Regions from separate parts of the Nothobranchius furzeri genome. Here region 1 is linked to region 2. A link is a contact called in public Micro-C data. All regions are on one chromosome and are shown on one strand. Each heading gives the region's core, a stretch centred on a gene start, on an enhancer-like site or on the middle of the called end of the contact. The rest is flanking DNA. Distances are from core to core; before and after follow the strand shown. Region 1 holds the start of suds3 (SDS3 homolog, SIN3A corepressor complex component). Region 2 overlaps taok3a (TAO kinase 3a).

The links. A called contact is a pair of places that touch in the nucleus more often than the background predicts.
Region 1: a contact with region 2 is called in a Micro-C map of tail fin, with 16 times the contacts expected there. The contact joins the promoter of suds3 here to the enhancer-like site in region 2. A contact is called at or near these places in 2 of 2 Hi-C or Micro-C datasets (skeletal muscle and tail fin).

Annotation. Positions count from the first base shown.
Region 1 is chr10:34,582,616-34,589,289 of NfurGRZ-RIMD1, forward strand. It overlaps suds3 (SDS3 homolog, SIN3A corepressor complex component), which reads left to right and starts at 4,009. Exons shown (of 12, transcript XM_015960524.3): 1 at 4,009-4,330; 2 at 5,809-5,878; 3 at 5,968-6,023; 4 at 6,206-6,277; 5 at 6,577-6,596. The coding sequence starts at 4,219. All of the region lies in intron 1 of taok3a (TAO kinase 3a), which reads right to left.
Region 2 is chr10:34,536,617-34,543,350 of NfurGRZ-RIMD1, forward strand. It overlaps taok3a (TAO kinase 3a), which reads right to left. Exons shown (of 21, transcript XM_070555557.1): 10 at 6,609-6,702; 11 at 2,713-2,794. Among protein-coding and RNA genes, the nearest start is that of pebp1, 24 kb to the left of the region's middle. Within about 2 kb of position 2,650, at least 1 of the 3 cell types and tissues checked has an H3K27ac peak or open chromatin away from gene starts, as enhancers often do. A contact at or near this core is called in tail fin, where this site is marked.

The DNA.
Region 1 (6,674 bases), core at 2,759-5,258, 47 kb after region 2:
CTACAGTAGCATAGCAGGTTCTAATTTAGGGAAATGTAATGGCCATCTAATATAGTGATGGGGGGGGGGGGGGGTACAACTGAAGCCAAAGATTGAAGCCAAATGAAGAGAAAAGCCATTGAATGGCTGAACGCATCCCAAAGAATATTTTGAGACACCAGTGATTTCATTCCGGTTCTTCACCAAGAGAAAAGTTTAACTCGTTCCTTTATACTTCCACGTGAGGGGAGGCAGTTCATGATTGCTTGGTAGATTTTAGTAGAAATATGGAAAGCTGTCAAGAGTTTAGAAACACTACGCCATCTTGTTATTTCTAACATGACAAGTCAAGATTTACCATATGGTATCAGGCACCACAGCCTGATAGGAATGTGGGCCGAAGGCGACAATGGAATGGACAACAGTGGTCGGCACTCTTAGTGACAGGATGCCAAAAACCTGATTGGAGGAGCGCTACTGTGATTTTTTTCTAAGTCTGCACTGGAAAAAATTATCTCCCAAAAACCGTGACCAAACTCAATGGGTCAAACTGAACAAAGAGCAAAGATTTACCAGATTAAACCAGAACTTCCAAACAATGGGGGTGAATTTACTGGCAATCGTACGATAGAAATAAAGATAATAAACTGTGAATTGCTTTATATTGGTCAATAAGGAAGTGTCATTTTATGTTCCTACTTTTAAGAGCATGATGCATCAGCCAGATGTGCGTACCTGAAATAGCATACACCTTTTTAAACAATTAAACTGTAGAATAACAGCACAACTCATTAAAACTGTTATGGAAGGGAGAGGGAGAATAAATATCGTATTTCCTGTCAAGCAGCATCCTCCAGGCTACTGCACCGCATCCTGCAAACCCAAACAGCTTGTATTCATCTCCTTTTCAGCTCTAAACAAAATAAAAGACAAAGTAAAAGAAAACCTGCTAATCGCTTTGAATGACATTCAAGAGCAATGTCACAACAATGGATTAGACCCGTTCCTGCTACTCATGGGCAGACTTCTTAAAATAAATCTTTATGACACACTTTAGCAGTCAAACGAGGGTCTGCTGCCTGCCTCTCACTCATGCGCGCTGCACACCAGAGATGACATCATGCTGGGTCAGACTGGGTTTTAGGGTTTATCTACACCGACAGCCACCTACAAGCCTGCCTCTATTTGCTGATTTAAGCGAGCGAATGCATGCACGAGGTGGTTTTTTATTCAAATAAAATTCTCGTAAAATCAAAATAGAAAATGCTTAATGACGTTTTTACGTGTGGTAAACAAATGCAGCATCTTCCGACGTGTAACTGTAGAAATTGCGAGTATGTGCTCGCCGAGGGGGTGAAAGCAGAGTTGGAGTCATGTGCGGCGGACAGCCATTGTGACGACGCGTTGGTAGTAAAATCCCACTCACAACAATGAAAGACATAATGGAAGGTACCACGGCCGTTGTGGATGTCACACACACACACACACACACACACACACGCTGCATGACAAAGCTAAAAACCAACAACACAGACGACAAGTTCACGCAGCAGCATGCAGTCACCGCGTCGTGCCCGCAACCCCCCGCCGTACACTTCACAACAACCTGTCACCCGTAGGACCCGCGTACTCACCCCCTCTCTGGAGCAAACCAACGAGCGCAGCTGCTTCTCCGTCAGCTCACAACGTAAACATCCAATTTACGGAGCAGGTGCGGAGAATGAGCGGACCTGCACTTCGTTTGTGGCGGTTAACGAGCAAACCTACGCACTTAAAACGCACCGAGCGCTGCTCGGGGTCCGCACTCACCGCCTCCGTGGAGTCGAGTGGCGCCGAAACCAGAAGCCGAACAAAACCCACTCGATGTCGGTGGTCGTTCCCAACTCCATGTGCGACCTCTAAAGCCCCACTGTCGGGTTGAACCCACTTTTCGGAGCTCTGACGCGTAGCTACGGTAGTTTAGCCGCTGACACAGGAGGAAGTAGTGTCATTTTCAGTTCGCGAGCGCGAGGCTTTGGCACGAGCCGTTAACTGTCAAGGGAGGGAGGGAGGGAGGGAGGGGGGGGGGGGCAAACAGTGACAGCAGCAGCGTGACGACAGGAGAAAAAGCCGCTCACCTTCAGCTAAAGTCGTCCGGGTTGGCTTTAACGCATCCGTACTTCTGGAGTATTTAATCCCACTCTGGAGACGTCGGCGCGGCTTTGCGGAGCGCTGCCAGTCGGTCTCGACTTCCTGAATGACGGAGCAGCGGAACAAACCCCCCGCTGCTGGTTCTGACAGTTTCTCTGACAGGCGCCCGGAAACAAAGTTGTCTGCGAAGGGAGTTCCTCTGCCAGTGTTTGTTTTGTTACAAACAACTTTATATTAAATAAAATTATATGCGTGTTTGACTAAATAAAACGCGACGTAGACGTGTAGATGAGGCATGTCCCAACAGAGATGCTGCTTCAAACTAAAAGGCTGCAAACACAAACCAAAGCAGGGAGAATTCTACACCATATTTTCTTAGGAAGTCATTAAAAATGCATGAACTGAGTCATCCCGGTTCCGTTAGCTGCAAACCTGGTTTGTCCAGATTATAATCTGTCCAATGCTGCCATCTGATGGTGTACTGTAAAAGTTAATCTATTTAACAAATAAAATTATATTTACATGTGAAATGCTCAATAATTTGCTATGTAACTGCCTTTGGTCTGTATTTATTTATTTACTGGATTTTTTTTTATCAAAAGGTGCTATTACAACAGTAATTTTTATTTTCAACATTTTTTCATCATAAGTTATTACATTTTCTCCCATTTTTTTAATCTTAATGTTTTTTTTTTCAGTTTTTTAAGCACTTTGTGATTCTTATCTTGAGAGGATGCTATACAAAAAATCCTTTCCAAGACGTAATGTTGCTGAAAAAGTGAGATTATCTTGACCTAAAACAAAACAAAATGCAACCAATTTGAAAAGCTAAATATATGGGAACCATTAACTAAAATTAAAAAATATTGCCTCTCAAGCGTATTAAAAATAATTTTCCTTAGTATGCCATATTATTACTCTTTCGGGCATCAATGGAAAGGATTTTTTTTAAATAAAAGAGCTACACAAATTTAAGGTGACTGAAAACTTTTGCTAGGGATTCTGTTTAGAAATGCATGCACTAGTACAAAACAAATAGATGTTTGATTTGGAAATGTATTCTTTATTTACATGTTTACTGCATGATATTGACAGATGCATATAAACAAGAACAGTGATTGCTTCAACATCTTATTTTGAAAAGACACCACAGCTTAGTTAATCAATCTACAAAAATAACTAAGGTATACAACAAATACAGTTTTCGCTGTAAAATAATTATTAGACATTTCAGATGTCTAATATGCCAGTTTTAATAAACCGGTGGTCAAACACATATACTCGTTGCATTTTGTATATTGTATTAAAGATGAACATAATCGAAGGTGTGCTAGGTCATACGGCAAGTCGTCTTCTCCCTGTATTTCTGTGGAAAAGCGTTGTATCAATAAAAAATATTAATCAGTGGTTGCAGATGACTTTCAATGCACATTTAATATATTATTGGCAAATATATGGTGCACAAGCCACTAATAAGCACATTATAATTTTTATGTGACAAATACATAAATAAAAACAGGAAGCAGAACAAAAACAAAAAGAAAGAAAATGATTCGTGACTAGGCTAACATTACATAATTTACAACAAGCACCCAGCCCAAGATTTAATTTATTCATTTATCGGCTATTTATCATGGAAACACTCTCAAAAGATTTAGCAACAGAGGCAATGATGTTAGGCATTTGACAGATGATACTTTTAATTTTTCGCAACAGACTCACTGATTTTTTTAAATAAACGTTTCTTTTATAAACCTTACTAGAAATAAAAAAAACAAAAAAACAAAAAAACAAATCTATCCCGGTTTGCGAAGTTAACGGTTTGCCTGATTTCACGAATGCCAAATGCTTAAGTTGTTTCAATGCAGAAAATGTTTCTGTCACTTGAATATCGTTAAAGAATCCTCATTTAGTCTACTCAAAATGTAATTAAAAAAAAAAAGATATTCTTCTTTGGTTTGAAACGGTTTGAAATGGAGATTTTGACCAGGCATATACTTGGACACCTTGAAGACTGGGGGTCCTACCAGTTGTAGGCGCAGTTTCAAGCAAGCAGCAAAACACAAATCGATAGTTTATTTTGTTTGTTTACATTGCCCGTACGAGCAAATGGCTTCCACATTAATTTCTCCTATAGTGGATTATTACAATGATGAAGAAGAGCTCGACAGTGTAGATGAAGATGATGATCGGAGTTTCCGGGGAAGGGATTCGGAAGAAGGTAAAGAAATAATACACGACAACCTCACTTGCCGTCGGGCTCTGTCTACTTGCTGGAGCAGAAACGGAAATTCGCGGTTGTTGCTTCAGTGTATCTATTTAGGGCAACTATTATACAAATCTACCATGCTTGAAGAAACAAATTATTAAGAGAATGTTTTAACAGTTTTGTTTGAAACCCTAGGCGGGGAGATGTGAAATCTTTGAGTCCGTTTCTGCCTTACTCGCACAATAGTTAGCTATCCACGCTAATCACTGCGAAAAGCAGCGAAAAATGAGTTTCTGGTGGCGTTTATCAGTAACACTCCAAGTAAACGCTTATTTTATTGTCAGCGTGTTTGATTATTTCTTTTACAAACTGTATATGAAATTATATTCTGTATGCACGAGCTTCTGGAAGTTTAGCAACAACGTTTTGCTCATTTTTTGTTGCAAAACTACCACAGTTTTAATAGTCTTTTACCACCGGATCAGATTGAGCAATACACAGAGCACGTTAGCTATTATTTTGACGTTGACGTCATTATTTACAAGCTATAATAATATTATTGCACGTATCTTGACGCAGCCTGCGCTTTTTATGTCCCCCGGGTCTTTTCCCCAGACGGTGAACACATCGTTAATTAGCCAGTCGGCTACGTGACGTTAGCTTTGAGCGTTGACAGGTTGACCACTGCTCTGCCCTTTTCACTCCAGTCAGACCGGACGGTTAGCAGTGAAACAGACACCAAGAAGGAAACAAGGTCATGACAACACTACAAGGTTTGCTTTTGTCGCGACGCCGACTTTCAGACGGACATTGTTGATTATTCCCTGTTTTTCTCCGCATCGGATCTTTTTATCTTTAAACGTCAGAGCTAACCGGCTAGCACACGAATGCTAACTGAAAATGAAAGCTGCTGTGTCAGCTTAACTGGGCCTTTGTCACCTTTTTGTCCCAAGGTTTGAAGGTTAAAATCAGGCTGATCTGAGTTATCCAGCGCTTACAAACTTCACTCCTGAGTTTCCTTTAGCCGTCGCTGGTAAAAGGTGAAACTCGTCGGCGTCGCTGTCAGAGCTGTCAGAGGTCTGACAGATACACTGACCGAATCCGCCGGTCACTTCGCTGATTAATCGCACCGTGCGGCAAAAGCTCCACATCCAAACCAGCTGCCACCTCATCGATCGTCGTGTTTATGTGTTTTCATTCGAACTTACATTGCTGGAAAAGTCGGCTCGGTTCGAGCCGAACTTTTTCTCCGGTCACTCGGCTAATGCGGGTTTCCCGTGTTCTCCTAATCAAACAAACCAGAGTGCATCCCGAGAAGGGTGTTCACCATTATCTCACCACTGCCACGCACGTCCCTCCGTGCAGGAGACCTGTCCTGCGTGTACAACGCTGTAAACATCACATGCTTCTGCTCTCAGACGCAGTAACGCACCTGGTGAGTGTTTTCAGGCTCACTGGAGAGTTTTAAAATGAAGTCTGCTTTTTCTCAGATACTGAAGATGCCAGTGAGACAGATCTTGCCAAGCATGATGAGGATGACTATGTGGAAATCAAGGAACAGTAAGATGTTTTAAATATAATCGTTATTTTTTCTAAAGTCTTGGTTTTTGCTTGTATTCATGACTTTTGTTGTGACCTTTCTTTTCCAGAATGTACCAGGATAAACTGGCCTCTCTGAAAAGACAACTACAGCAATTACAAGAAGGTATAAATAACAAAAGTTAGTTTAAAACGCATTTCTTTGTTTGCAGATACTGTTTAAAAGTGCTTACCCTTTGCCATTAGCTGTATAATACACCAGTGTGCTTCCACATGAGTGCTTTTCTTGTGTGTTTAATGTGTTAGAAGTTAATCTTGGATACAGAACATTTTTTATTCCTTCTGCAGGCACATTGCAGGAGTACCAGAAACGGATGAAGAAGCTGGACCAGCAGTACAAAGAGAGACTCCGAAATGCAGGTAAGACCACACCGGCTGTTCTCACTTAACTGATTACATGTTTGTGTCAACAAGCTCATTAGAGTTTCCTTTATGCTGTTTTATTACAACCAGACTGAATATGTACTGCACCGCCATCTGGTGATAAAAGCTTGCAGGCTGTGTTTATCTATTTGTTTGAAAATGTTCTTCCCCCCCCCCCCCCCCCAAATCTGAGGCTATGAGCATTTAGCAAACTTACTAAAGTCTTGTCTAACATTGTTTTTAGTTTTGTTGAAGAGTTTTTAAATGACAAAATTGTTTTAATTTTCACTTTACAGATTTATTCCTTCAGCTCGAGGTAAGCACGCCCAGCAAGGCGTTTTTGCCAAGCGCTGTTTCTATTCTACTTATTTAGAATTGCAGCGTACTCCTGGCG
Region 2 (6,734 bases), core at 1,400-3,899:
TTATCCGTACTTAATGCCCGTTTTTGTCTGAATTTAGGTCAGGAATGTCAGGAAGAGACCGGTCAAGCCTCCATCCTACTTAGTTTACCACTCACGGGTCCTTATTAGCTGCTAGAAGACCTCACACCTTCCCTCTGGAGCAAAGGAGGTGTTGTAAGCCTTGGTGGCGCTCTGCACCGTTCAGCATGATAAACAAGAACATTAAACTCTTAGAGGCCCAATAGGATTAGCTGTTGGTCACACAAACAAAATGATGAACGCTGAAAACACGGTTAGCTTCATCTGTCTGTTTCTTAGGAGCAGACGTGGAAAGTTTTTAAATGGTCACTAAATTAAAACACCTAAAGTTAAATGTGACTGTTTGTGTAATCATTAGTTTGGCAGCGTGGGTTAGATTAATTAAGAATTAAACTGGAGGTTTCAGTTTTTAACCATGAAATAAACGATAACGCTTGCTATTCCTGGGGTCCGTTTTGGTCATTTATGTTTTATTATTATCTTTACTGTGATAACGATTGGTGTCGTTATTGTTATCACTACTTCACGCTGCTCTTTTAATCTTCTGCTCTGTGTCAAAAACAAACTTTGGTCAGAAACACAAAAACCTCCTTGAGCCGTCACCTTATCGTGGTGGAGGAGTTTGAGTGCCCTAATGATCCTAGGAGCTATGTTGTCTGGGGCACTTTGTGCTCCTGGTAGGGTCTCCCATGACAAATTGGTCTTAGGTGAAGGGTGAGACAAAGAACTGTTCACAGGATCTTTCATGGATATACAATTAAAGAGTCGGAGTACCCGGCCCGGAGGGTTACTGGGCCCCACCCTGGAGCCAGGCCTGGGGTTGGGGCCCGTGAGCGAGCGCCTGGTGGCCGGGCTTTCGCCCATGGGGCCCGGCCGGGCCCAGCCCGAACCGGATACATGGGCTCATCCAACTGTGGACCCACCACCTGCAGGAGGAACATGAAGGGTCCGGTGCAATGTGAATCGGGTGGCAGACCGAGGCGGGAGCCTTGGCGGTCCAATCCCCGGACAAGGAAACTGGTTTTTGGGACATGGAACGTCACCTCGCTGGCGGGGAAGGAGCAGGAGCTTGTGGCAGAGGTTGAGCGGTACCGGCTAGATATAGTCGGACTCACCTCGACACATAGCATTGGCTCTGGAGCCCAAGTCCTTGAGAGGGGTTGGACACTCTCCTTTGCGGAAGTTGCTCCGGGTGAGAGGCGGAGGGCTGGGGTTGGCTTTTTGTTAGCCCCAAGACTCTCTGCCTGTGTGTTGGGGTTTACCCCTGGGGATGAGAGGGTAGCTTCCCTGCGCCTTCGGGTCGGGGAACGGGTCCTGACTGTTGTTTGTGCTTATGGGCCAAATATCAGTTCAGAGTACCCACCCTTTTTGGAGTCCCTGGGACGAGTGCTAGATAGTGCTCCATCAGGGGACTCCATTGTCCTGCTGGGGGACTTCAATGCTCACGTGGGCAATGACAGCATGACCTGGAGGGGTGTGATTGGGAGGAACGGCCCACCTGATCCGAACTCGAGCGGTGTTTCGTTATTGGACTTCTGTGCAAGCCGCAGTTTGGCCATAACGAACACCATGTTCGAACATAAGGATGCCCACCGGTACACTTGGTACCGGGGCAGCCTAGGTCACAGGTCGATGATAGACTTTGTAGTCATATCATCTGACCTGCGGCCGTATGTTTTGGACACCCGAGTGAAGAGAGGGGCGGAGCTGTCAACTGATCACCACCTGGTGGTGAGTTGGATCAGATGGCAAGGGAACATGCCGCGTAGACCTGGCAGACCCAAACGCATAGTGAGGGTCTGCTGGGAACGCCTGGCAGAAGAACCTGTTAAGACGGTCTTCAACTCCCACCTCCGGCAGAGCTTTGACCACGTCCCAAGAGCAGTGGGGGACATTGAGTCCGAGTGGGCCTTGTTCCACTCTGCGATTGTTGAGGCGGCTGTTGCTAGCTGTGGTCGCAAGGTGACCGGTACCAGTCGTGGTGGCAACCCCCGTACCCGCTGGTGGACACCAGAGAAGCTGTCAGGCTGAAGAAGGAGACCTACAGGGCGTGGCTGGTCTGTGGGTCTCCGGAGGCAGCAGACGGGTACCGGATAGCCAAGCGGGGTGCAGCAGTGGCAGTTGCCGAGGCAAATTTTCGGGCATTTGAGGAGTTTGGTGAGGCCATGGAGAAAGACTATCGATCGGCTCTAAAGAGGTTCTGGCAAACTGTCCGGCGCCTCAGGAGAGGAAGGCAGCAACTCGCTCACACTGTTTACAGTGGGGATGGGGAGAAGCATCTTCCATCTAAAACCTGAAGCATTTATAATGCATCAATAACCAGTAGAACCAGTAGAAGCCTGATCAAAGGAATGTGGAGGCAGCAAACACACAAGCTACCCCATAAAGACGGTTTCATGGGAAAGGAAGTAAAGCTACAACAAAAATAATAAAAAAGCCAAAGAAATAACAAGCAGCTCCCAGCAGGGTGCTCGGTGAAGAGGCTGTGTGTGTGTGTGTGTGTGTGTGTGTGTGTGTGTGTGTGTGTGTGTGTGTGTGTGTGTGTGTGTGTGTGTGTGTGTGTGTGTGTGTGTGTGTGTGTGTGTGTGTGAGGGTGCGTGGGTGGATGGGTGTGACTCATCCTCATGGCTCAGGGACTGACTAAAACAGGAAGTGAGGTCACAGCTGGCAGGATTACAGAGGAAGCCCACTCACTCGTAGCAGCTCCCCTGACGAGGGTCTGTCCTGAGGAATTTTCAGTAGGCAGTAGTCAACGAAGCTCCGGAAGGCATCGGACCTGGGGAACAAACCAGAACTAAAATAAAAACACTGGGATGTGGGTCAACGACTCCCCTTTCAGAGAAACACACGAGCTACAAACGGACCAAGCGAACGGGCCACAGGAGCTGTGTGAATAAAAACGGCCGTTACAGATGGAGACGTCATGCGAGCGGTGCGTTAAGGTGAAGAAGCTGTAGGATTTTAATGACACCGATACTTAAATCCGGGGGTCAGCGTAGGGTCGGTGTGTGAAAAGGCTTCTTCCTGCCACCTGACACTCGTCTCTCTGCAGCTGACTCAGGTCTCTACCTGTGTGACACATTTCATGGTGTTTCTGTACAAACGCTACTGAGCTAATGTCTCTGCTAGTTTAGTCAGGCTGGATGTTGCTTGTGCCTCCAGCTGCTGGAGCTTCTCCAAAAAATACCGCAACCACGTGCACAGCCGCCTGCCTCAACACGATGCACTTTCACTACAGGTGTGCCACGTGAACACGTGCATCAGAGAACACCTTCTCACGCAAACAAAAGCTTTTCTGGCCGACGTTTCTGATGAGCAGGATTTATTTTTAAAATCACAAAAATAGACATTATTTAGAGAACAGAGCTACAAACGCAGTTCCCTTGTTCAACTGCCCCTTTCAGGCTTGCTGCCCTCCCTTAAATAAATCTCTTTAAAGGAGTGGAACACTCATTATGCAATACATTTGCAGTGGGAACGAATGCCTTCAGAGTCATGCTGGGATGGGAGTGGGGGCCCCGGGGAAACCGGTGCACCATTTTCAGGAACTAGAAGTGAGCCACACCGCAGCTGAGCTTCAGACAGCGGGATTTAGAGTCTTTTCTCCTGATATTTGGACTTCCCGCCTCAGATTGGATAACAGCAACACGACTCCACTGACTTGAAACGCTGAAGTTTGATCTCCACAAATAGCACTAGCCTGGCTGTGTGGTGGAGTTGCTAAAGCAAACGGTTAGCTTCTACTAGTCGAGACGTTCTCTGCTGTTTCCTGGAGGCTAAACCAACAACAGCCTGAGTCAACATGGGTGAGTCCATGAATGTAAGTGACAGGGTGACGTAGATCTGTCAGGATTTTCCAATCCTAGAGTTTCACTGTCTGTTTTCTATCAGAAGCTACTGCAGGAGACAGGTGTAGGAGACTATCTTCATGTTCAGCCTGCCTGAAAAACTCTGAGTGAATCATTATAATCAGAAATAAGATTTTTAAAATGGGTTTTTAGTGTCTCACGCCTTTAATGCCAAAAAACTACTAAATAAAAAAGAACTTCAAATATTTTACAAATAACTAATATGTCAATAAAAAGGAACTATACCTCCGTAAAACACATGAAATTAAATGTATTTGTCATCTTTCTAAACCATCTCGATGTAGAAGATCTAACCTCCTTTAGGGTGTTACGGACATCCACTCAGACCCAGTGGGTGTTTTAATCAGGCTGAAAACAGAATGAAACGTTTTGTGTCTAAATGTTATTTTGCTTCCAAACACTAAATGAAGAAATATAGTTTTTAAACTCTTAAATCGGTACGACCGGGGTAAAAAAAGAAGCTAATTTCATGTGAAATAATCAACTACCACTGATTATTTTTCAGAGGGTGACTTAAATTATTAGTTGAGTGAGGAATAAAAACTGTCAGGTGAGACAGTGTTGCACAGCGATAGTAGAGGGGCGGTTTGAAAACTGATGGCCTAAATGACAAATATATATTAGAGGCCAACCGATATATCGGGACGATTTATTCCACTTCTTCTATATCGGCCACTGGCCGAAATTATTTTTAAAAGCCGATTAAAATAAATAAATAAATAAAAATCAGGCACCTGTGTGGCCGACTGCCACCACTACTAGACTGAAAAAAGGCCCTGAAGGACCCCAACACGCTGTTTTTTGAATGTTTTGAATTTTTTTTATATTTTAAGTTAAATAAAAATTAAGAGTTGTATTCGTTGTTGTCCTCTTCCTCCGCTTATCCGGGTCCGGGTCGCGGGGGCAGCATCCCAACTAGGGAGCTCCAGACCGTCCTCTCCCCGGCCACCTCCACCAGCTCCTCCGGCAGGACCCCAAGGCGTTCCCGGACCAGATTGGAGATGTAACCTCTCCAACGTGTCCTGGGTCGACCCGGGGGCCTCCTGCCGGCAGAACATGCCCGAAACACCTCCCCAGGGAGGCGTCCAGGAGACATCCTGACCAGATGCCCAAACCACCTCAACTGACTCCTTTCGATCCGGAGGAGCAGCGGTTCTACTCCGAGTCCCTCCCGAATGTCCGAGCTCCTCACCCTATCTCTAAGGCTGAGCCCGGCCACCCTACGGAGGAAACTCATTTCGGCCGCTTGTATCCGCGATCTCGTTCTTTCGGTCATTACCCAAAGCTCATGACCATAGGTGAGGATTGGGACGTAGATCGACCGGTAAATCGAGAGCCTGGCTTTCTGGCTCAGCTCCCTCTTCCCCACGACATATCGGCTCAGCGTCCGCATCACTGCAGACGCCGAACCAATCCGCCTGTAGATCTCCCGATTCCTCCTACCCTCACTCGTGAACAAGACCCCGAGATACTTAAACTCCTCCACTTGAGGTAGGACCTCTCTCCCGACCCGGAGGTGGCAAGCCACCCTTTTCCGGTCGAGAACCACGGTCTCAGATTTGGAGGTGCTGATCCTCATCCCAGCCGCTTCACACTCGGCCGTGAACCTACCCAGCAAGAGCTGAAGGTCAGAGCTGGATGAAGCTAGGAGAACCACATCATCCGCAAAAAGCAGAGACGAGATTCTCCCGCCACCAAACTCGACACACTCCACACCACGGCTGCGTCTAGAAATTCTGTCCATACAGGTAATGAACAGAACCGGTAACAAAGGGCAGCCCTGGCGGAGTCCAACCCTCACCGGGAACAGGTCCGACTTACTACCGGCTATGCGGACCAAACTCACGCTCCTCTGGTAAAGGGACTGAATGGCCCTTAACAGAAAGCCACCCACCCCATACTCCTGGAGCGTCCCCCACAGGGTGCCCCTGGGGACACGGTCATAAACCATCTCCAAATCCACAAAGCACATGTGGATTGGTTGGGCAAACTCCCATGCCCCCTCCATCACCCTTGCAAGGGTATAGAGCTGGTCCACAGTTCCACGGTCAGGACGAAAACCACGTTGCTCCTCCTCAATCTGAGATTCAGCTATCGATCGGACCCTCCTCTCCAGAGTTGTGTCGACTTGTTTAATTTATATTACACACAGTGAGCGTTCAGTTGTCTTTCAGCATCAATAAGTTGCTAAAACGTTTATATATCAGCCTTAATAATCGGCTTTAGATATCGGCCATCGACAACGACATCCTTAAAAAAATCGGTTTCGACCTAAAAAAACCCACATTGGTCGGCCTCTAAAGGATATCCGCTAAAGACTCGATCAGCAATCCCAGTCGCGAGCTGCAAGGTTCAAAGCTGAAGAAAACACAGCAGGAGGCAGATTATTTTAGCAGCTAGAACACGTCACGTTTAGTTTGTGTTTGAACCGGTGTGGGAATAACGGTGCTGTGTTGTTGTTGAGATGTGGAGCAACACAGAAATAACCACATTTGCTTGGTGGCGGTTTTCCTTCTGCGTTACGTAACACATCTCAGTGTGACCTTAAGCAAGGCCTGCCGCAGTGCTCACAGGCCAGAGCAGCGTCTTACGCCGGCTGGGCCATGAGTGGATCAGATTTTCATGTTTAACTGTTTCTTGCTTCATGTTTGAGGTTAGTTGCAACGATGCCACAAAACATTTTTTATTCTGTCAAACAAAAGTTTGGGAACTTGAACTCACCACTCGTTTGACTGCAGCGTGGGTGAGTCGTTCTGTGCGATGTGGTATAAGGCACTCATGGCGTTCATGTTGAACAAAGGTGGTTTACGTTCCGCTAAAGTAGAAAACGACAGAGTCAAAGATGCA